Linked DNA regions of Mus musculus: regions 1, 3, 4, 5, 6 and 7 are each linked to region 2. A link is a contact called in public Hi-C, HiChIP or PLAC-seq and promoter capture Hi-C data. All regions are on one chromosome and are shown on one strand. Each heading gives the region's core, a stretch centred on a gene start, on an enhancer-like site or on the middle of the called end of the contact. The rest is flanking DNA. Distances are from core to core; before and after follow the strand shown.

What was found. Promoter capture Hi-C pulls out the DNA fragments that hold promoters and counts their contacts. A called contact is a pair of places that touch in the nucleus more often than the background predicts. HiChIP or PLAC-seq counts read pairs in DNA pulled down with a chosen protein or histone mark.
Region 1: an H3K4me3 HiChIP or PLAC-seq map of bone marrow-derived macrophages shows a contact between it and region 2, with 2.5 times the contacts expected there. The contact joins the enhancer-like site here to the promoter of Etv6 in region 2. A contact is called at or near these places in 4 of 39 promoter capture datasets (the C10 cell line, hippocampal neurons and liver), 1 of 484 Hi-C or Micro-C datasets (liver), 6 of 115 datasets of contacts at active chromatin or transcription factors (astrocytes, bone marrow-derived macrophages, large pre-B cells and 2 more) and 2 of 9 other capture datasets (adipose tissue and pancreatic islet).
Region 3: a Hi-C map of the N1E-115 cell line shows a contact between it and region 2, with 2.6 times the contacts expected there. The contact joins the enhancer-like site here to the promoter of Etv6 in region 2. A contact is called at or near these places in 4 of 39 promoter capture datasets (cranial neural crest, hippocampal neurons, liver and 1 more), 2 of 15 datasets of contacts at CTCF or cohesin (the NIH/3T3 cell line and large pre-B cells), 4 of 484 Hi-C or Micro-C datasets (the N1E-115 cell line, muscle stem cells, nephron progenitors and 1 more), 28 of 115 datasets of contacts at active chromatin or transcription factors (the 230-238 cell line, CD8 T cells, the NIH/3T3 cell line and 19 more) and 1 of 9 other capture datasets (embryonic stem cells).
Region 4: a contact with region 2 is called in a promoter capture Hi-C map of liver, with 1.8 times the contacts expected there. The contact joins the enhancer-like site here to the promoter of Etv6 in region 2. A contact is called at or near these places in 3 of 39 promoter capture datasets (the HPC-7 cell line, cranial neural crest and liver) and 6 of 115 datasets of contacts at active chromatin or transcription factors (astrocytes, bone marrow-derived macrophages, embryonic stem cells and 2 more).
Region 5: a promoter capture Hi-C map of pre-B cells shows a contact between it and region 2, with 4 times the contacts expected there. The contact joins the enhancer-like site here to the promoter of Etv6 in region 2. A contact is called at or near these places in 11 of 39 promoter capture datasets (the 3T3-L1 cell line, 3T3-L1-derived adipocytes, the C10 cell line and 6 more), 6 of 484 Hi-C or Micro-C datasets (cerebral cortex, frontal cortex, liver and 3 more) and 19 of 115 datasets of contacts at active chromatin or transcription factors (T-cell acute lymphoblastic leukemia, astrocytes, bone marrow-derived macrophages and 13 more).
Region 6: a contact with region 2 is called in a promoter capture Hi-C map of hippocampal neurons, with 2.6 times the contacts expected there. The contact joins the enhancer-like site here to the promoter of Etv6 in region 2. A contact is called at or near these places in 6 of 39 promoter capture datasets (the HPC-7 cell line, cranial neural crest, hippocampal neurons and 1 more), 12 of 115 datasets of contacts at active chromatin or transcription factors (acute myeloid leukemia, bone marrow-derived dendritic cells, bone marrow-derived macrophages and 7 more) and 1 of 9 other capture datasets (adipose tissue).
Region 7: a contact with region 2 is called in a promoter capture Hi-C map of liver, with 2.2 times the contacts expected there. The contact joins the enhancer-like site here to the promoter of Etv6 in region 2. A contact is called at or near these places in 3 of 39 promoter capture datasets (the C10 cell line, the HPC-7 cell line and liver), 1 of 484 Hi-C or Micro-C datasets (nephron progenitors) and 7 of 115 datasets of contacts at active chromatin or transcription factors (astrocytes, bone marrow-derived macrophages, embryonic stem cells and 3 more).

What each region holds. Positions count from the first base shown.
Region 1 is chr6:134,542,956-134,545,655 of GRCm38.p6, forward strand. The region is part of intron 1 of Lrp6 (low density lipoprotein receptor-related protein 6); the gene reads right to left. Among named protein-coding and RNA genes, the nearest start is that of Lrp6, 23 kb to the right of the region's middle. Within about 2 kb of position 1,341, at least 62 of the 459 cell types and tissues checked have an H3K27ac peak or open chromatin away from gene starts, as enhancers often do. A contact at or near this core is called in adipose tissue, bone marrow-derived macrophages, liver and 1 more, where this site is marked.
Region 2 is chr6:134,034,211-134,037,104 of GRCm38.p6, forward strand. Etv6 (ets variant 6) reads left to right here and starts at 1,490. Exons shown (of 8, transcript NM_007961.4): 1 at 1,490-1,928. The coding sequence starts at 1,896. Gm46977 reads right to left here and starts at 1,102. Exons shown (of 4, transcript XR_001785383.2): 1 at 832-1,102.
Region 3 is chr6:134,296,788-134,299,649 of GRCm38.p6, forward strand. No RefSeq gene overlaps it. Among named protein-coding and RNA genes, the nearest start is that of Gm17089, 49 kb to the left of the region's middle. Within about 2 kb of position 1,589, at least 20 of the 459 cell types and tissues checked have an H3K27ac peak or open chromatin away from gene starts, as enhancers often do. A contact at or near this core is called in the N1E-115 cell line and muscle stem cells, where this site is marked.
Region 4 is chr6:134,498,030-134,500,741 of GRCm38.p6, forward strand. All of the region lies in intron 7 of Lrp6 (low density lipoprotein receptor-related protein 6), which reads right to left. Among named protein-coding and RNA genes, the nearest start is that of Gm52921, 48 kb to the left of the region's middle. Within about 2 kb of position 1,277, at least 21 of the 459 cell types and tissues checked have an H3K27ac peak or open chromatin away from gene starts, as enhancers often do. A contact at or near this core is called in liver, where this site is marked.
Region 5 is chr6:134,331,820-134,334,519 of GRCm38.p6, forward strand. The region is part of intron 3 of 4933406J09Rik (RIKEN cDNA 4933406J09 gene); the gene reads right to left. Among named protein-coding and RNA genes, the nearest start is that of Bcl2l14, 63 kb to the right of the region's middle. Within about 2 kb of position 1,327, at least 61 of the 459 cell types and tissues checked have an H3K27ac peak or open chromatin away from gene starts, as enhancers often do. A contact at or near this core is called in the HPC-7 cell line, bone marrow-derived macrophages, memory CD8 T cells and 2 more, where this site is marked.
Region 6 is chr6:134,438,182-134,440,930 of GRCm38.p6, forward strand. It overlaps Bcl2l14 (BCL2-like 14 (apoptosis facilitator)), which reads left to right. Exons shown (of 7, transcript NM_025778.3): 7 at 1-543. Among named protein-coding and RNA genes, the nearest start is that of Gm52921, 12 kb to the right of the region's middle. Within about 2 kb of position 1,435, at least 124 of the 459 cell types and tissues checked have an H3K27ac peak or open chromatin away from gene starts, as enhancers often do. A contact at or near this core is called in adipose tissue, forebrain, hippocampal neurons and 1 more, where this site is marked.
Region 7 is chr6:134,526,521-134,529,220 of GRCm38.p6, forward strand. The region is part of intron 2 of Lrp6 (low density lipoprotein receptor-related protein 6); the gene reads right to left. Among named protein-coding and RNA genes, the nearest start is that of Lrp6, 39 kb to the right of the region's middle. Within about 2 kb of position 1,296, at least 71 of the 459 cell types and tissues checked have an H3K27ac peak or open chromatin away from gene starts, as enhancers often do. A contact at or near this core is called in liver, nephron progenitors and pancreatic cancer cells, where this site is marked.

The DNA of each region.
Region 1 (2,700 bases), core at 91-2,590, 510 kb after region 2:
AGTTTTCCTTGGCTACACAGGGATTTTATGATCAGCATGGGCTAAGGGAGACTGTCTCCAAAAACCAAAATCAACCACCATTTTTTAAATGTAATGAACCGTTTATACATGAAAAATGAAATAATCTCTAAATAACACATGGAAAAATATGCCAGACCAAAAAGAAAACATATTTAATGATGTTCATCTATGAATGATTATAGAGAATGTCAACTAATCTATTCAGACAAAATCTGACTTTCTTGAGGAAAGCAGGGGTGGGGAAAAAACAGGAACAAGAGTCAAGCTCCCCCACTGCTTTTCTGCAGAGCCAGGGACAGAGCCCAGAGCCCTCCAGCACTCAGCACTGAGCTGCAGCTCCCACAGCAGCATAAAAAACTGGTCTCAATTATAAAGACAGAGGCGACTCCTTTCCGCTCACTCTGTATAACTACTACAGACACTGCCAAGAGCATCAATTTCCCTGGCCTCACTCCAGCTATATACACATATCGAAACCTAATTTTACCCTTTGCATAAGTAACTTTATTGATAATATCAATACCTTACTAAACTTAAATAAGCAGCCTAGCAGAGCCTGATGTAACTTCCTGCTGTCCAATATTAGTGATCTCTGACTAAACCTAATACCAAATCTAGATAGAAACCTTACCTGAAAAAGTAATATTTAACTTTGATAGAGTTGAATTACTAGGACTACAATAGTATAAATTCTGTTTTGTTTTTTTAAAAAAATATCTTTACTAAATTTCTGACATTTACTTTCCCAATATCAAGCACCAATTAAGAACTGAGTGCCACTGTCCTATGGAGCTTCCTATGACAATGGGAAGTCATTACTGCACACTGAGTACCCATCAACCATGTGACCAAGAACACTTAAAATGCAGCTAATGGTGTGTGTGTGTGTGTGTGTGTGTGTGTGTGTGTGTGTGTGTGTGTGTGTGTTGCCTGCATGTCTGGGCACCATGTGCATGCTTGGTGCCCACAGAGGCCAGAGAGAGTGTCAGATCCCCTAGTGAAGTTACAGATGGCTGTGAGCCACCCTGTGACTTCTATAGTCAGAATCAGGGTTCCCTGCAAGAATATCAAATGCTCTCAACCCCTAAAAGTACCACTCCCTTAATTAAAAACATTCTAATTTGAAAAAATTAAGTGGCTCACAAAACTCAAAAAGAAGAGTAATGGTTAAGCCCATTTATAGGGCTATATTGACCAAATTGGATTATGAACATGTGCTCTACCCATCTGTTAGGTAACATGAATTTCTGATCCAACCACACTGAAACCCAAATTCTCAGTCAAAAACACGTGGGCATTCACTTCACTAGAAAAGGAAAAGTGGCTGAGTCATTTCTGCTTACTGTGTGTAGCCACTACAGACACGGTAACCACTACAGACACTGACCCCCTGAACTAACTGCAGACATCCACACATCACACTAATGAACCAGTCCAATTAGTGTCTTACTCAGCTTTTTATAGTATAAGCCAAACAGGAATATCTGAAAAAACAACAAACAAACAAACAAACCATTTCTGTTAGTGAAGAGTTAAATGCCAAAGGCTGCTACAGAAAACTAAGAAATAGTCCCAGGATATTTAAGTTTTACAATTCAAGAATAACAAAAATGTACTAGTTAACGGATACTTCACTTATGGCATTACCACCCACAAGAGACTTTACAAACCAAACTTGTTTATGGCATTAGGTAGCAGCCAAATGGCTTTCATAATTTTCAAGTCAAACATTAATATTTCCACTGAAGAGTTTTTGATCTACAAAAATCTAAAAAACTTTCCTGGTAATTTAAAGTTTATGGGCCTTCTGAGTGCCATCATTGTTGGAGGAGACCATGAGCAGATTAGTATCTTTAATTTATCAGCTCTAGTTATGACAGTGTTCAAGTGACTGTATACTATCAAAAGGTCTGTCTATGCAGCTACTCTCTCACACATGAACATGGCCTTCAACCTTGCCACCAGAATCTGCTGAGTAGTGTGTAACCTTGAGAAAATTACAATACCATATTTATCTACTAGACATACAGACGCTGCACACCTGCTCCCTGCCAGTAGCAAACATAATGCACACCATGTGCTTACTCCACAGTGTTGGCCTGACCTCCTAACAACCAGACCTCAGACAGAAATCACATCTCTTCAGCAGCTACTCGCAGGAGCTCAGGAATCCACTCTCATGGCCAGCTAGGTGGGTGTATCCTTCCTCCCTTGCTGTTCCTTGCGCATTCACTCAGTCAAAGAGAATAACTTTCCTGAATAAAGGAGGGCAGGTCTTTGGTCAATATTCAAATGGCTGAACTCCTCTGCTACAATCTCCTAACAAGTTCTCAAGGTCCATTTTATCCTGCATTCTCTGTTTCTTTTTCCCTTGAAGTTCGGTTCTCCCTGGGTTCTAGGACTTAAGCATGTATCACACCATCAACATCTTATACTTCTCAAAAAGTTCTCTGGGTCCAGGTGTGGTAGAACACACCATCAATCCCAGCCCTGGAACCGGTGGACCTCTAAAAGTTTAGGGAAGCCTAGTCTACATAAGCAAGCTCTAGGGCAGCCAGGGCTGTGCACCCCTCTTCCTGCCCTCAGCAGAGTATGGGGCAATGCCCCTCCTACTTTGTGGGGTCAAGCAACACCCTAGGTTCACTCTCTCTGTGACTGAGCTCCATCAGTTGCTCTGTA
Region 2 (2,894 bases), core at 240-2,739:
CGTGAGAGATAAGAATGGGTAAATGCAGTCCGGTTGGGACCTAGCATAAACAAGACTAAGTTCTTTTGGTGAATATGGCTACTAGATGACAAAACGGGTTGTGGTACCTTGGAGGTTCCCTCCAAGAACATTACTGTTATCAGCAACGGGGTGCGTTCCCAGCCTGACTCTTGGAAAATTTCATTTAGAGTGTCCTAATATGAGTATGTATGAACAGAAGTTCTGTTTATGAAAGTCTGAGCACGTTTTTACGACGCTGAAAAGTGTGCAGGAAATAAATAAATACATAAGAAAGATCAGAGGCAGAACTAGTTCCAGGCCAGCCTGAAAGAGTTCCAGGACAGTCAGGGTTACATTGAGAGATTTTACTTCAAAACAATACTGCTTCCTCCCACCCCCACGCCTCCTTCCCAAGAAACTACAGAGGTGGGAATACAGAGGTGAGTCTGGGAAACCCTCAGCAGGGAAGATGAGTATAATGCATTCATACACGCATACATTTGTGTTTATTTTACCGTCAAAGCACAAAATGGAAGTGCATCAAGCTCTTCGTTATATATCCACATATTAAACCTGTATAGACTAGAGGGTTAGAATTTAAACACCATCTTCTGCGGTGGGCATTTTAAGAGATTATAAATAGCAATAAAAATAGAGTGATCGGAACGCTGGTGCTCAAGGCTAGCGCCTCAGCCCCAGGATTCTGGCAGCCCCTCCTCTGCAGGACCCCGGGCTGTCCCCTCCGCCAATGACCGAGCCCGAGGAGCGGCCCAGGGGAGGGCTAAGATCTGCTGGAACGCGCCCTGTCAACTTTGTAGTCCAGTCACCTACGTCGGTTGGTAGCGGCCGCTGTGGCTTTAAATGGCCGGGGGATTTCGAATCGGGGAAGGCGGGAGGTCAGGCCGTGGGGCGCCCCCGTCGCGGGGAGCACCCCCGCTCGCCGCGTCCCTGCGCCGGAGCGCGACCGCGCGGCTTTGTCTCCAGCGTCGCGCCCTGCACTTCCCCGTGCGCAGCCTGTAACCCGAGCTCCCATTTCCTGGTGGATTCTCTTAAAGCGGCCGCGGTCGCCGCGCAGAACAAAGGCCATTGTCTCGCTTCCTCCTGCGGCGCCGCGTCCTTCCCGGAAAGCCCCTTCCTAGACTGCGGTCCCCAGGCTGCATTTGCGCCTCTGGGAGTGCACAGAAAAGCCCCTACTGTGCGTGGCCCAGGTCCTCCTGAGGCGCAGCCAGGGGAGTCGGGAGAGAGATGAACCAGGCTTGCTGGTCCTTGGGCCACGCTGCAAGGTTCCCCAAAGGCGTCCTCCGCCTCGGGGCGGCCCAGTGGGCATCCCGCGCCCCTCCCCCGCACGCCTTTTGATTTCTCCGCGGCCCGCGGTAACCCGAGCTTTTATTTCCTGGTGGCTCCTTTAAGAGGCAGAGCCGGGTGCTGGGAATTCACGTCAGTTTCTGCCCTGAAACTCTCAAGATCAATGAGCAGAGAGCTTTCTCAGTTCTGCCTTTCAGTTTCTCTCTTCCAGGAAGGAAAACATTCGAGAAAGAGAGAGGGAGGGAGGGAGCGAGGGAGCGAGAGAGCGAGCGAGCGAGCGCCGCGGGAGGGCGGGCGCGCCGGCCGCGGGTGGGAGGAGACACGCCAGGCCGGCCTGCTGCGCCCGGGTCGCCGCGCCGCGACCCGCACACCCCACGCCGTGCTCGCCGGCTCCTACGCCCCCGCACCTCGCGCCCAATCCGCGCGTTGAGAAGAGCCCCCCCTCCCCCTCGGGCGGCCGCCGCCAGCGATGCTGCAAGAAACTTCTTAAACGACCGCATCCCGCTGCCCCGCCGAGCGTTTCTGGGTTGGGGAGAGGAAAGGAAAGTGGAAAAAAACTGAGAACTTCCTGATCCCTTTCGCTGTGAGACATGTCTGAGACTCCTGCTCAGTCTAGCATTAAGGTAACGATCGGATTCCCCTCCTTCCTCCGCTGGGCGATCGGAACCCCCTTACCCCGGGGCTGCTGGTGCAGTTGCTAGGCTGGCGGGGAATTATTTGGGGCGCGAGGGAAAAGGAGATGCAGCTCGCGGCCGCGCTGTACCCTTTAGTGTAACCTTGCTGCACCCCTCTCCGCCGAGATCCTCTTGGGCTCCTGCCTCCCCCCCCCACTCCCTTTCTTTCTTTCCTTTTTTTAATAGTATAGAATAGAGTTTATTTAGGGCAAGGGGAGGGGAGTCAAGAGGGTAGTTGTGGCAGAAAAAAGCAGAGAGAGGGAGAGAGTAGAGAAGTAGAGGCAGGCCATGAACACGTGGAGAGAGAGGGAAGGGAATAGGGAAGGTAGGGGGAAGGTAATAGCCCAAGAGGACAAGAGAGAAAGAGAGCCCCACTCCCTTTCTTTTTGACAATGTAATGCCGCTCTCAATTGGTAGGAGGAACCCGGGTTGTCTTCAGATCTGTAGAGCACCTCCGTAATTAGTGCGCTTAAAAATAAGAAAGGAAAAAGAAAAACCCTTTCTCTTTATTCCTACGCATAACGTGAGACTGAATTGTAACTTTTGTTCCCAAGGGGTGGTCTCTAGGGAAAAAGTTCTAGGGGCTCCACTAGGATGCTCTCTCTCTCTCTCTCTCTCTCTCTCTCTCTCTCTCTCTTTACGCCCCTCCTCCCCCCCCCCCCCCCGTTCTATCACACAAGAATTTTACCCTCTCTTCTCTTCTGATTGTGATTGCAAGTCCTAAGACAGTCTTGGTGTCAGCTTTTCCTGGGCATTGCACAATGAAAAAAAAAATTAAACCAAGGTGAATAAAGTTGCTGAATAGTTGTTTTACGCTAGTGCATATGAAAGTTGAGCAATCTGAAAGTAGAAAACTCCTGTGATGAAGGGTGGAAAAGAAGTAGCTAAGCAAAATGACCTTCTCTGACAGTCCAA
Region 3 (2,862 bases), core at 339-2,838, 260 kb after region 2:
ATTTGAGAAGAAAGAAAGAGGAATAAAAGAAGGAAGGGAGGAAGGAAGAACAAAGAAAGACTAAGATGTTTTTATTTCATGTAAAGGCTAAGGTTTATTATCTTCACTCCAGGAATAAATAAATAAATAAATAAATAAATAAATAAATAAATAATAAGCAAGCAAGCTAGGCACAGTAGGAAAATTGTCAAAGAACAGAAAGTATTTATCAAAGAATTAATGGCAAGGACTCTAGCATCATAAACCCACACTCAAGCACCAAGCCATACACTTCTCCAGCCCCTGAGCTCTTTTTTTTTTTTTTAAAGATTTATTTATTTATTATGTGAGTACACTGTAGCTGTCTTCAGACACTCCAGAAGAGGGCATCAGGTTTCGTTACGGATAGTTGTGAGCCATCATGTGGTTGCTGGGATTTGAACTCGGGACCTTTGGAAGAGCAGTCGGCGCTCTTAACCACTGAGCCATCTCTCCAGCCCCCGCCCCTGAACTCTTGATCTCACTCATTACAAAGGAATAGGTAAAACCTCTGTATCAATTTGTTTGACTTTTAAAGCAATGTTTGACAAGCATTAGGCATTGCTATCGGGAGGAAAACCTAAAATAACTTCCCTGGAGAGCAACTTGCCAATGTCACCGAAATTACAAATGCAGCGAGAGCAGCCACAACACGCTTAGAAAATTAAAGACCTGAAAATCAGATGAACGTCCATGAATGAAGAGCTAGGGTTTTTTTCCTGTAATAAAATCAATCCTCTGCGGTTATCAAAAGAATAAATATATTGCAAGTCCACAGCTGTAGGATAATCTTCAAGTTACATGTTCTTATTTTTTTAGAATAGCATGCCAACATGTTGAATGTCGTGGGTCTTCGACCTATAAGGTACCCTCCAATGGAGACTGCAGGGCTGTCTGCTGAGGAACACTGTCCTCTGTTTTCTATGAACAACTTATTCTGGGTAAGGATACATTGTTAAATGAACAAAAACTAAAAACACAGCAATCTGCTTCTTATGAAACACAGTGTATCAAATATGTATCACTAAATATGTGACTGTGTGTTCGGCAGTAATCCTTGATAGAATTCACAAGGAGTAACCGTGCTTGTCTCTGAGAAGGGGGGGGGGGGGCTTCAGCTATCTATAACTACATAAAGGACCACTCCAAATCGGGGCTGAGACTGCGGCTCCATGGTTAAGGGTTCTTGCTGTTCTTGCTGAAGATCAGAGTTCTTGTCTCGTTATCCAGTGAGGCACGGCTGTCAGTTCTCTGGCTCCGGTGGAGCAAACGCCCTCTCCTGGTTGCCACAGACACCTGCATGCATGTGCACAGGACCACTCACAGACACTCACATTTTTTTAATCTAAAAAAAGAAAAACAAAACAAAACCAAAGCTTAGTGGTATGATAGCCACATCCATCCATTCCTTAGGCACACAGGTTCTGTAGGTCAGGGTTTTGAAGATGCAACACTCATGGCTTCTTCCTGGATGTTGGTGTCTGGAGCCCCAGCAGGGAGGAGGTGAGGGGCAGTGTGTGACTCAGCTGTCTGGAGCCTGGAAAAATGGAAAGGTTTCTTCATTCTAGTGTCTGCCCCTGGGCCTTGATGATTCAGCTGGCATTTGGTGTGCATTGGAGTGACACCCTGGGCTTCTCAGAGCATGGTGGCTTCAGATAATCAGATAATCACTTACGTAGCAACTCGGAGCCCCAAGAAGGCAGTGTTCCAACAAGGCAAGACCTTCTGTGTGTAGCCGCAGAAATCACACTCCGCTTCCGTTCTTCCATTCTAGTAGTCCCAAGCCTGCCTAGACTCGGAGAGCAGGCAAACAAAACTATGTGTCATCTATTCAATGCCAGGGCTTAACTCCAGGGAGTAGAATTTCCTCTTTTTATTTATCTTTACTTCCTAATGTACCCAAATAAGCCAAGTGCTCCCTGATACAAAAAGTGTTTTCCACAAATCGTGGGTATCTCTTGGGATTCTCTTCTATACATTACAGTAAAACCATGTTTCTTGTGCGTCCTTGTAAATTTGCAGCAGTTTGAATTTACAAATACATCTATACATATCTCATGTTCTCTCCCCATCTGTAATAGCACATACGCAAAGAGCATGATGAGTCTACATGTCTGCACAAATGAAGGTACACCCCTATACATTTAAAGCTATTCACATCAATGTCGGGTTCTGCAGACACAGAGAATTGTTGCTTCGGTTTGCTGTCTGGATATCTTCCAGCTGTGTGGCATAGCACTGTGGGACCAACATCTGGGCCATTGTCTTCTGTTTAAAAGAAAGCCCAAGACAGACAGTAGCTGGCCTGCCTTTGTCCTAATGTCTGGCTGCCATACCTTTAGTGGAGGTTTTTATTCTCTCTCCCTCTCCCTCCTCCCTCTCCCTCTCCCTCTCCCTCTCCTCCTCTGCTTCCTCCTCCTCCTCCTCCTCTTCTTCCTCCTCCTCCCACTCCCCAGACAATCAACAATGGGTATCTTCTTCTGCCACTCTCTGCTTTTATCTTTTGAAGACAAGGTCTCTCACTGAACACAGAGCACACCATATTGGTTATAATGGCTGGCCAGGAAGCCCTTGGGATCTGCTTGTCTCTCTGGGGTTGCAGACACACTGCCACATCTTATTTTTATATAATTGTTGAGATCCAAATTCAGGTCTTCCTGCTTGTGCAGCAGGCAAGGCACACTGAGCTATTTCCCCAGAGCCCACTCCTTCACTCTTTTCCATTCCTTGCTCTCTCGCCAACTTTTCTCCCATGTCACACTCACCTTGATTTAAAGGGGGGAGGCAAAAGCAGCATGGGGGATGGACAAAGCTGGGGAGGGCATATGGGAGGGCCAGACTAGC
Region 4 (2,712 bases), core at 27-2,526, 460 kb after region 2:
TGAACTTTCAGAAAGAGAAGACTAGAACAGAAGGAACAAAGACTCTGGTGTAAGGATGTTCTTTGGGAAACAAAGAATGGCTAATGTTATGAAAACAGCTTTCTCTTGTTCAAACACAGTAAAACTCTAAAAGCCCAGGAAGCTATCTATCTACTCAGTACCTGTGAGCTACTCAAGTCTGTAAGGCATCCATGCTGGTTTGAATGAGATGCCCCCAAAAGCCTTGGGCACTTGAATAGTTGAATCCCCAGTTGGAAGCTGTGGGGACTAGGAACTATGGCCTTGCTAAAGGAAGTATGTCACTGGGGGTAGACTCTCAGGTTTCAAAATACTTTTGCCAGTTCAAACTTACCTTTTTGCTTCCTGTTTGTGGACTGAGATGTGGGCACTCGCTCAGCTGTTCCAGTGCCATGTCCGCCAGCTGCCTGCCCAAGACAGTGATAGACTCACACTTCTACAGCTCTAAGGCCCAATAAACCCTTCTGTAAGTTGCATTGGCTACAGTGTTTTATCAGTGCAATAGAAAAGTAACTGAGATAGCATAGGATTTTTCTCTAATAACACTGTAGCTAGAATACAGAAGTGGTATTAAAGATCAAAGTCAAGTTATCAGAGTTCATCCAAAAATTAGTTTAAACAAATAATTACAGGGTTGCATTATTTTCTTGTGGTGGTGACATGCTCTGGGGACTGCTGCCAGGGCCTCACACATGCTAAGCAAGTACTTTAGCCCTGAGCTACATCCTCAGCCCTGTAAGCCTGCATTATTACATTCTTTGTAGGTCTAAATTTTTATATTACAGATCACACTTAAAGTTGAATAGTTAGGGAGGAGGGCAAGCTGAAGAATCTATTCTCATCAGAGAGAACTTTCAAAATGAACAGAGATGGAATCTTTAAATAGCTGCTGATACCTGATGATGTAAGAAGTCAAAACTCCTATATCTGTTAACTACTCCGTCTCTGGCAAACTCCTTATCAAGAAGTTCCCAAGTAGTGATCTTTTGCCATTACTTACCCACCTACCCTTTCCAACCCTTCTAAAGACAATAGAAATATCAATGAGTTTTTAAATCTACAGTAGGTTCCCACATCTAAAAAAAAAATTCCAAAACCTTCTGGTCCTAAAATAGTACTTTAGACTCTATTAGTTTAAGAGAATTAATGTACTTGGCAAACATCAACCAATAGCTTTAAATAAACATTTACTAAACCTATCACTTGTGCCAGTAACCGACCAGATTGTATTTTGGAGCTCTGACCCTGACCCCTGGACATGAAGACATGGCTATTGCAATCAGAGCAGCTGTGATCACCCACAGGCAATCCTCATTAACATTCTCTCACAGAAAGCGGGTAGAGGTTTGTTAGTTATGATTTTACTGCTGTGAATGGACACCATGACCAAGGCAACACTTATAACAACATTTAACTGGGGCTCACTTACAGGTTCAGAGGTTTAGTCCTCCTTCATCATCAAGGTGGGAGCAGGGCAGCATCTAGGCAGGCATGATGCGGACAGAGCTGAGAGTTCTTCATCTGAAGGCTACTAGTGGAAGACTGACTTCCAGGCAGCTAGGAGTAGGGTCTTAGAACCCACACCCACATAACACACCTAACCCAACATGGCCACACATACTCCAAAGGCCACACCTCTAAATAATGCCACTCCCTGAGCCTAGCATACACAAACCATCACAGGGGTGAAGGGTCTGCTCACCAGGCAATTAATGAAGGGCTCAAGAGTTAATACGGCACTCAAGGAAGTGGGGGAAGGTGAGGCCCCACCCTCCCCAAGAATATATAAGAAGTTAGTAATCACTGAGAGGGAGACTCTTCGTTGATGGTGCTGCCTATGAATTACCCATAAATCTCCCATAGGTAACTCCTCAGCCAAAGTAAGCTCACAGGCTCACCAAGCTCACTTGACGAAAGCATGTCCTCAGCCTATCACTGGTCTGCTACCTGGAATGAATTCACAGCTAGTCATCCCTCTCCATGAGAAGTCACAGACAGCTTAGCAGAAAAGGGCCTGTCAGAGAAACTGAGTTACTAAAGAGCTACAGCTCCCAACAAGTTTCTTTACATTAATAGTGAATAGCTCTGAAGCAAGTAAAAAAAAAAAAAAATGCCATCTGCAATCCAAATTCCTTTTAGTAAATCTTCCAAGGAAAGTAAATTATCCTTTCTTAACCTAAGAGACAGTTAGTTAAGAGAATAATCATCAGAAACTGTTACAGCTAAAAAGAACCTTAAACATTGTTTAGTTCAAGTGGTCTTATTGCCCAAAATATAAACACTAAAGATTATGTAAATTATTTAAGGTCACTTGCTTAAATATAAAATAAAAAATGAAAGTAAGGGTCCTGTATTGTAAAATGTTTCAAAAAAAAAATTGAGACTCCCACTCTTCCCTACTTAACACTGACATAAGCTTGAAGATACAGACTCCATCCTGTCAAGAAGGGAAGATAGTAAAACCTTTTCCCCTGAGCTCAAAGCTCAAAGGAATAATCCGGGGTGGTGAGGGGCCCCGGCTCAGGGCCCTGTATATACTAAACAAGTAATATTGGACATAGCCTGAGCTATGCCTACAGCTGAGGAATAAAGTACTTTAAGAAGACTAGGACTGAAACTAAAAGTTTCACTGCCCATATTAAGTGGCTTTATATTAAATATAGGATGTAAAACCAAAACAGCAGCATTTTTTTT
Region 5 (2,700 bases), core at 77-2,576, 300 kb after region 2:
TGGATACCATATCAAGAAATAGATAATTCACAGAGCAGGAGAAAGCTGCAAATTGTATGCCATAAGGGATTTAAATCTTGAATACCTAAGGAATTCTTACAACTCAACAATAAGGCAATAACCCAATTAAAATATAGGCAAAAAAAAATTTTTTGAAAAACTGTCTCCAGAGAAGACTTTTAAAATGGCCACTAAACTCATGCAAAAGTGTTCATTATCATTGCTCATCAGATAATTGTAAATTAAAAGCACAATTGATGTCATTTTATATTCATTATAAGAAGATGATCAGAAAGATAGACTATAACCATGACAAGTGCTTGGGGATGTGGACAAATCAGAATCTTCACCCATGGCTGATAGGATGGAAATGGTTATGGCCACTGTGGAAAACAGTCCACCGATCCCTTAAGAGGCCAAGCCTACATTTAGAATATGAACCAAGAAATTCTGAAAACATGTGCCCACAAATAAAACTCTATGCACACTGCTGATAGCAGAATTAGTGGCAATCGATACCCAACGGGAGCACCTCAAGTGTCCATCAAACGATGAAAATTTGATCAGCAGTGCTGCTAAATCTATAGGATAGAATATCCTTTGGTGTTAAAATGGATTAAATACTGACACAAAGTCAAGAAGGCTGATCTTTAAAGTTATTGTGTTAATTTAGAAAGGACAGACACAAAAATTTAAAAAAAATCATTCCATTTGTATGAAGTCCAGAATAAGTAAATTATAGAGACAGAAAACAGCATGGTAGGCTGCTCTGTGTAGAGTGGAGAAACAGGGGATGACTGCAAAGGGGCTCAGGGACATTTTGAGGGATTGAGAACACATTCCAGAAATGGTTGTTGTGATGGGCCCCAACAGGGTGACACACATAACCACTGGAGTCCACATTTTTATGTTATTGGTTTGATTTTGCAAAACTGGAGGTTCAGCGTGGTGGGCAAGCATCCTGCTACTAAGCTCCCTTGCCAGCCAGACACCTGCAGTTTTTAAATGCATGGTGTGGGTGACATGTGATTTGCATCCCACCAACCCAGATCTGTGTAAGATGTGTGAATACAACTTTAAAAAGAGCATAATAACTGGTATCAGAGAGACAAAGAAAGAGGAAGCTTGGAAAGTAGAACTCATTCGTTCTGAACAAGCTTCAGAATGTTTGAAAACTAGAAAGATAGAACAGAGGTAAATATGCTCAAAAACCAAGCTGGAGGTTAACTACATTAAAGTGAGCAAAGCAATCAGTAGAGATCTGAAGGAGTCGGGGCATGGGAGCAGGGCCGTGCTACCCTCCGAGTGTTTGCTGCGGGAAGGAAACAGAGCCTGCACCGCACAGACCAGCCCTGTTTCCCTTCCCCGGAAGTGACCACACCTCTGATAAGTCAGTGTAAAGCACAGCTTTTTCCTCGGTTATAAAAAAAAAAAAAAAAAAAAAACAACAACAGACTGGAGTGATATTAAACACAGCGAGAAGGGGGAAATGTCCTATCGTCATCGTCATGTCGTGGCAAGTTCTGATGTCGGTAGAGAGCTTTCCTAAGCACACTCTCTATGTACTTAGGGTCACGTTATACATTCAGTGTTCTGTTCATATATAGTGCTTTGTAACTACATTCAGTGTTTTCCACTATTTAAAATTCTCATAAGCATTATGTCGAGGAACAAACTATACGTAGCTTACTTAGGCGTTTCTCAGTACAGGTGATTGTTTTTTAAAGACTACGTCTCAGTGTGGTGGCACATGTCTGTAATGGAGCACTGGAGAAGGAGGCAAAGGGATCACAAAGTTGAGAGCAACCTAAGCTACGTGGTGAGTTCCAGGCAAGCCTGGGAGACTCAGTGACACGCTGTCTGAAAAAAAAAAATACAAAGAAAAACTTAAGCAAAGATTTCTTTTCTGACATATTCAAATTTTTCATAAACATAATTTGTAGCATGAAACTATTTAATAATCTTCACAGTCCTGATCAAAAATATTATATTAGCTTATATGTTGATAGAAATATATGATAGTCCCATCTGTCTACACAATATGAAGGCTCTTAAAAATAACTCCAATTCCTTTTCTAAGAGTTAACTCTTGGGAAAGATTTTCATCGCAGCATTATTTACGACAGGAAAACTTGAAGTGCTCAGCAAAAGTGGAAAAGCTAAATACCTCATGGTGGTAATTTTTCAGGAATCTGAGGTGTTTCAAAGAATATGAAACAAAAAAGAAGAGTGGTTAGTGATTTTTGTTTGCTTGTCTTTAGACAGATTCTCATGTAACCCAGGCTGGCCTTGAAATCTCTATGTTGCCGAGGATAACCCTGAACCTCTCTCTGCTTCCAGCTGCTGAGTTCTGATGTGGTTGTGCCCCACCACACCTGGTTTATGTGATGCTGGAGACTGAACCCGGGCTTGGTATGTGCTGGGCCAGTGCTCTCAGCTGCACTCTTGCCTCAGCTTCACTAATACTTAAGTGAAATGCCCTGTATGTTTAACACCAAATTCTTTGTGAGGTCACATAATACAGAAACGCTGAAAAAACTCATTGTGGGATCACAGGTGGATTTATTCTCTAAGTATTTTCCAAAGCACTATATGATTTTACCACTATATGGGCACTATATGACTTTCCATTTATTTATTTATTTTGGTTTTTTGAGACAAGGTTTCTCTGTGTAGCCTTAGCTGTCCTGGAACCCACGC
Region 6 (2,749 bases), core at 185-2,684, 400 kb after region 2:
CAAGCTTACCCTCAGGAAGACAGCCCTATTCATGTCAGAGAGAAAAACCTGAGTTTGCTGTTATGTCTAGCTAGCTTAAGTCTTGCTAACCCGTCCTCTCAAAAACTACTGTGGTACCTTGACAAAGTCCATTTGGTACAAAGCCATCTTCACAGATTTCTCTGTGTGATATACCTGCACCCCACCACATCAGTGCGATCGAGAGCAAGGGCACACAGGTACCACAAGAAGATACAGAGGTCAACCTCGGGTGCTAGTTTTCATCTTCCTCTTTGTGCATAGCTTCTTACCCAGGCTGGATCACTCCTGAGCGTCTGGGAGTGTCCCGCCTCCGCCTCCTCCCTTACAGCCACAGCACTAGGGTTGCAGGTGTACCCTGTGACACGCAGCGTTTTAGGTCGGTGCTGTGGATTCAAATCCAGGTCCTCACACTTCTGTGGCTAGCACTTTACCCACAGTGCTACCTCCCCAGCCTGAGCTCTGGACTATTAGGACCCCTTAGAAGTAGCATAATGGTTGGTAATTAATAAAATAAATAAATTGAAAGTTTGCTGGAAAAAGAGTTGCCTGTAACCCAAGCTTTCAGGAGGCTGAGGTGGGAGGGCCGCAAGACTGGGGCCAACCAGACATACATAATGAGTTCAAGACTTTGTCTCGACACTCCCCTTCCAAAAATGTTTTCTATTAAAATAGTAAGTTATCGTAGTAGGGCTTCTCTGAAGACCAAATGTGCTAACCTACATAAAGAGCTCAGGACCTAGAGTTCTTAGGACCTAGTTAGTGTTAACTGACTGCCCCACTCCTACTGTGAGCCGCCCACAGCTCAGTTCAAAGGGCCCCACTCTCTTGAAGCAATTACAGGTTGCTCTTTTGCTATTGATAGTATGACTGGGAAAAAAAAGACCCCCCCCCAAAAAAAACACCCCAAAACATTTAGACAGACATTTGAGTTTCCAATACTCAAGAGAGGCTGAGGCAGAAGGCTTGCAAGTTCCAAGCTAATCTGATCTACAGAGTAAGATCCTGCCTCAAAAAAATTTTTTACAGGTTCTTACACATTTTTGGATAGCTGGCACCTAGAATGTAGCCTGAACAGATAGATCAATGAGGAAGGAGCCGGTCTGTTATCAAAGGCATCACTAACCGCACCATAAGAGGAATGTGTTCCTCCTTTGTTTTCTCCTCTGCGTCCCTGTTCTCTGTCTTTTGTCCAGCCAAACAATTAAGCTTCCCAAATGTGTCACGCATCTCTGCACCTTGGGTCCTGAACAACATCCTCTCCACTTGGAATGTGCTTGCGTGCCAGCCTCCTTCCCCGAGTTCTCCAAATCCAAATTTACTCCTTCATTCCCCCCCCCCTCCCCCGTGCGTCATTTACTGACGCTCCGTTGGCTGCCACAGGGCTGTATTTGGATGTCTTTTCTCGAGGGTGATCCAACGCATTCCCCCTGCAGACGTTGGATTTAGTGCGCTGCGTCCTGTGAACCGGCGCACACAGCCTTTCTCAGTGGCTCGGGGAGCTCTTTTGCACAGATGCAGTTTGGCTTTACACATCTGACACCAGGCATCTCCTTGGCACACGGTTGCAAGCCAGACCCCAGCCTCTCTGCCACAGCTTGTAAATCAGTACAACTGGAGTGTGGCCCAAGATACTCGGAGTCATAACAAACACCGCATGTGATTCCAGAAGCATGCGCAGCCTCTAGTCAGGATGCTGTGACGACAGTAACCAGATCTGCTCTCCTGCTTAAGGCTTCGGTTTAATTGCAGACAAAATAAACGAGACCAGGATGGTAGTGGAGACCTGGATGCTGACAGATGAGAAGCTACATGAGTCCGTGATTGCTTTAGAATGAGGCATGGAAAACATTCCCCGGCTTTACTCCAACAGGGGAACCACCCAGAGTCTCTTAGCCAGAACCGACGAGGAGGCTTCAGAGTCCAGGGAACGTGGGGAGGAAAATCGCACCCCAAGCTGCAGACAGCCCTCAGATGAGCACAGATCAACCTGTACATCTGGAAGTACTGAAAAGAGCACTCCAGAGCTCACAGGGCCAGGAGGGACGCCAGTTTGAAGACTAGGCGGAACACTCAGAATTTCTCTGCAGGGAAATGCTTGCTGCACAATGCCCCATTCATTGCCGGTGTAGTAGACGGATGTGGGGGCACACACTGGTAATCTCAGTGATGGAGACGTGGAGACATGAAGGCAGGGTCTGCAGACCAGCCAGTCTAGCTGAGTCAGTAAACTCTGAGTGCAAGAAGAGACCCTGTTTTGCAAAATATGGTGGAAAATTACTGATTGAGGGAGACATTTGTTTGATTTCTGGCCTTCACACACACACACACACACACACACACACACACACACACACACACACACACACACAGGTCTCAAAGGCAAAAGGGGACATTTATTTCTACGTTAATAAGATTTGAATGCTTGGGCTGGGAAGATGACTTACGGAGTAAAAGAGCTGGGCATACAAGCACGAGGACCAGGTTTCAAATCTCTAGAACCTACATAAAATGAGCATCCGTAACCCCAGTACTCCAATGGGGAGATAAAGGACAGAGTCAGGACAATCTCCAGACCCCTTCAGGCCAGCAAGCATGGTGTCTGCAAAGGGAAAACAACTAAGAGGCCGGTCCTATGACAAAATAAGGTAGCAGATGAAGTCTAGCACCCAAGGTTGTTTCTGACTTCCACATGCACACTACGATCCTCCACGTGCAGCACACACGCACC
Region 7 (2,700 bases), core at 46-2,545, 490 kb after region 2:
CACCCAGCCTAATCTTAAATTCACATGAATAAAGGTAATGAATGCATCCTAATCTATGTGGTAGACCTGCTACTAGTCTAACTTTGCAAAGTTGTTTAGAATATCTAAGCTTTGATTCTGTAACCTGTGTAAGTAGTAGCCAGATATTGGCATGCTTTAATTTTTCCTTAATATCTTAATAAAGGGAAAGGACCAAGAAGACTGTTCTCAAGACCTGCCTTACTTACAAGTTTGTTTTTTAATTGTGTCATCTCCTTTGATATTCACTATCACATCTCAATCATCCTTCCCATCTCAGACACGGGAAAAGCCACAAGCAAGATTCAAGCTGCAGCAAAGATGTGCACAAACCCCAGGAGCGGTCCTTTTCTCTTACAGAATGTGGTTACAGATACTTGACACTGGACAGGGAGGAACCAGCCAGCAACTGCACTTCCCTGTAGTTAATCCTTCACTTTAGGAGGTAGAGCCACATCTTGAAAGAACAGAAACAGAACACCAGATATCTGCTTTCCAATCCTCCCCTGCAATCAGTGCGCACGGCTGAGTAGCCACTGCCAATCAGAGAGATGAACCCCAACTTTTGATTGTGATGGCAAACATCTGAATTTAGGCTGAGGCTCCGAGACCTGGAGTTGGAGGTGAGCCTGGGTCAAGCAGCACATTCCAGGCCAGCCTGCGCCAAACAGACTTAAGTTTAAAAACAGAAAGGAAAATGAAGTGTGAAAAGGAGGTGGCAGAGCAGGAGAGGAGGAGGCAGCAGAAAGCATCCCAGCATTTCACTCCAGTGAGGCTGGAGGTCACCTGCACTCATTAATCTCTCTCTAACCCAATTTCTAATGAGGACCTACGGGAGTTTTAGCGTTATGTGTCATCAGAGTGGCAACAGAGGTGAGCATACTGCTAACAGTACTGCCTGCGAAGAGCCAACCCCTGGGGGTGACCTGTAGCACTGTTCCTAAACAGAGAGCCCAAGACAAATTCTATTGTTTACGAAATTCTGTAAGTAACCTAACAGCTTTTTTTAACCTACAGTCTTTTAGTGACTAAACTTATAGAGATTCTTTTTTATTAACACTGTGAATGCTAACACACACTCTCACTCTTAAACCCAGAGCCATCCCAGCAGTCCCTTTTGAGTTTCCTCCTTCTAACAAAAGAACTTTCAAGTCACACAGCTCTTCCTACAATCAAGGCCACCGGCAGCACCGGCAGCCAACAGCAGTGTGACTTCCCGTGCTGTGCAGGTACCAAGAGAGTATCCTGATGAAAACTGACCGAGGGAGCAAAGGACAGATCAAAAGGCCAGCCTAACGTTAACATGACACTCTTACATCACCATTACCAGGGGAATGATGGAGCTGAGAGAAACCCATGAGCAGTTGGCATCACCCACACAATCACAGCCACACAGCTAGTGTGCAGCAGCAGCATTCTGGGAGGCTGCGGTACAGCTGAGATAGCCACTTAGCTCTTGGATATCTAAAAACTAAAAACTTTATGAGTAAGCTCACTTCAGCATGTTTTCCTCCCTGCCTCCTAACACACAAAATAACAACAGCTACAGCAAGTGCCTGCATGGGATCCATCCTTGGCAACTTACTAAGCACAGCAGTGACCTGGACTCTCCCACCAGACATTCTGATTTAATTGTGGCCTGAGCTGGAGCCAGGAATCAGTGTATTCTTTTTAAATTATTTTTGTTAGAGTATAAAGTACCACGTTTCATTATGGTATTTTCATATTCTGCTGATCCTCTTCCCCTGCTCCAATCCCACATTCACACCCACGTATACACGCACACACACACATTAAAAGCTAAGCGCTGCAGATGAAGCACAACACACTGTCCCTTATCTGAGTCTGTGTTACCTCACTTAATAACTTCCAGATACATCTACTTTTCTTCAAGTTTCATACTTTTATTTTTCTTTATGGCTGAATGAAATTCCATTAAGTCTCAACAGAGGCTAGAAAGATGACTCAGGGGCCAGGGCACTTGCCATGTAAGCCTAACCAGCCACATAAAAGCCAGATGCAGCAGGGCACACTTCCATAATCCCAGCACAGCCCTACAAGGAAATGAGAAGCAGAGACAGGAAAGTCACTAGAAGCTTGGGGGCAGGTATATGTAGCTGTGTACAACAAGAGACCCTGTCTCAACATGTAGAAGGTGAGGACCGACACAGGCACACATGTGCACACATGCGCGCACGCGCGCGCACACACACACACACAGAGTTAGATCCAGACAGGCAGACAAATATGGTGGTCCACACCTGTATTTACAAGCAAGACTCTAAAAAAGTTCCCACGGAATTCTACTATATCCAGACAAGGCTTTGACCCAGTGAAGCAGAATGTGATTTTTCTCAACACCTGTCCACCATGCTCTGGCCTTATAGTGGTGAGATTCAAGAGCTGAACTCATTAACCAGGTGTCTCAAACACTAGCCTCAGGTGGCCCAAAAGCCTAAGTCCAAATACTGTATCAAAGCACAAAATCCCTGCCCACACAGCACTTTTCCATTTATTAGGAATGTCCGAGAATGGAAATTTTAAAACTTCACAATAACCACTTAAAATTTGACTTAAAAAAAAATCTCAAATTTCTCCTGTAACCTTTTAAGATTTTTTAGTAGCTAATTCCTTATAGAGATTTTAGTTTGTAATTCATCCAATATAGCCTAGTTTGTCTTT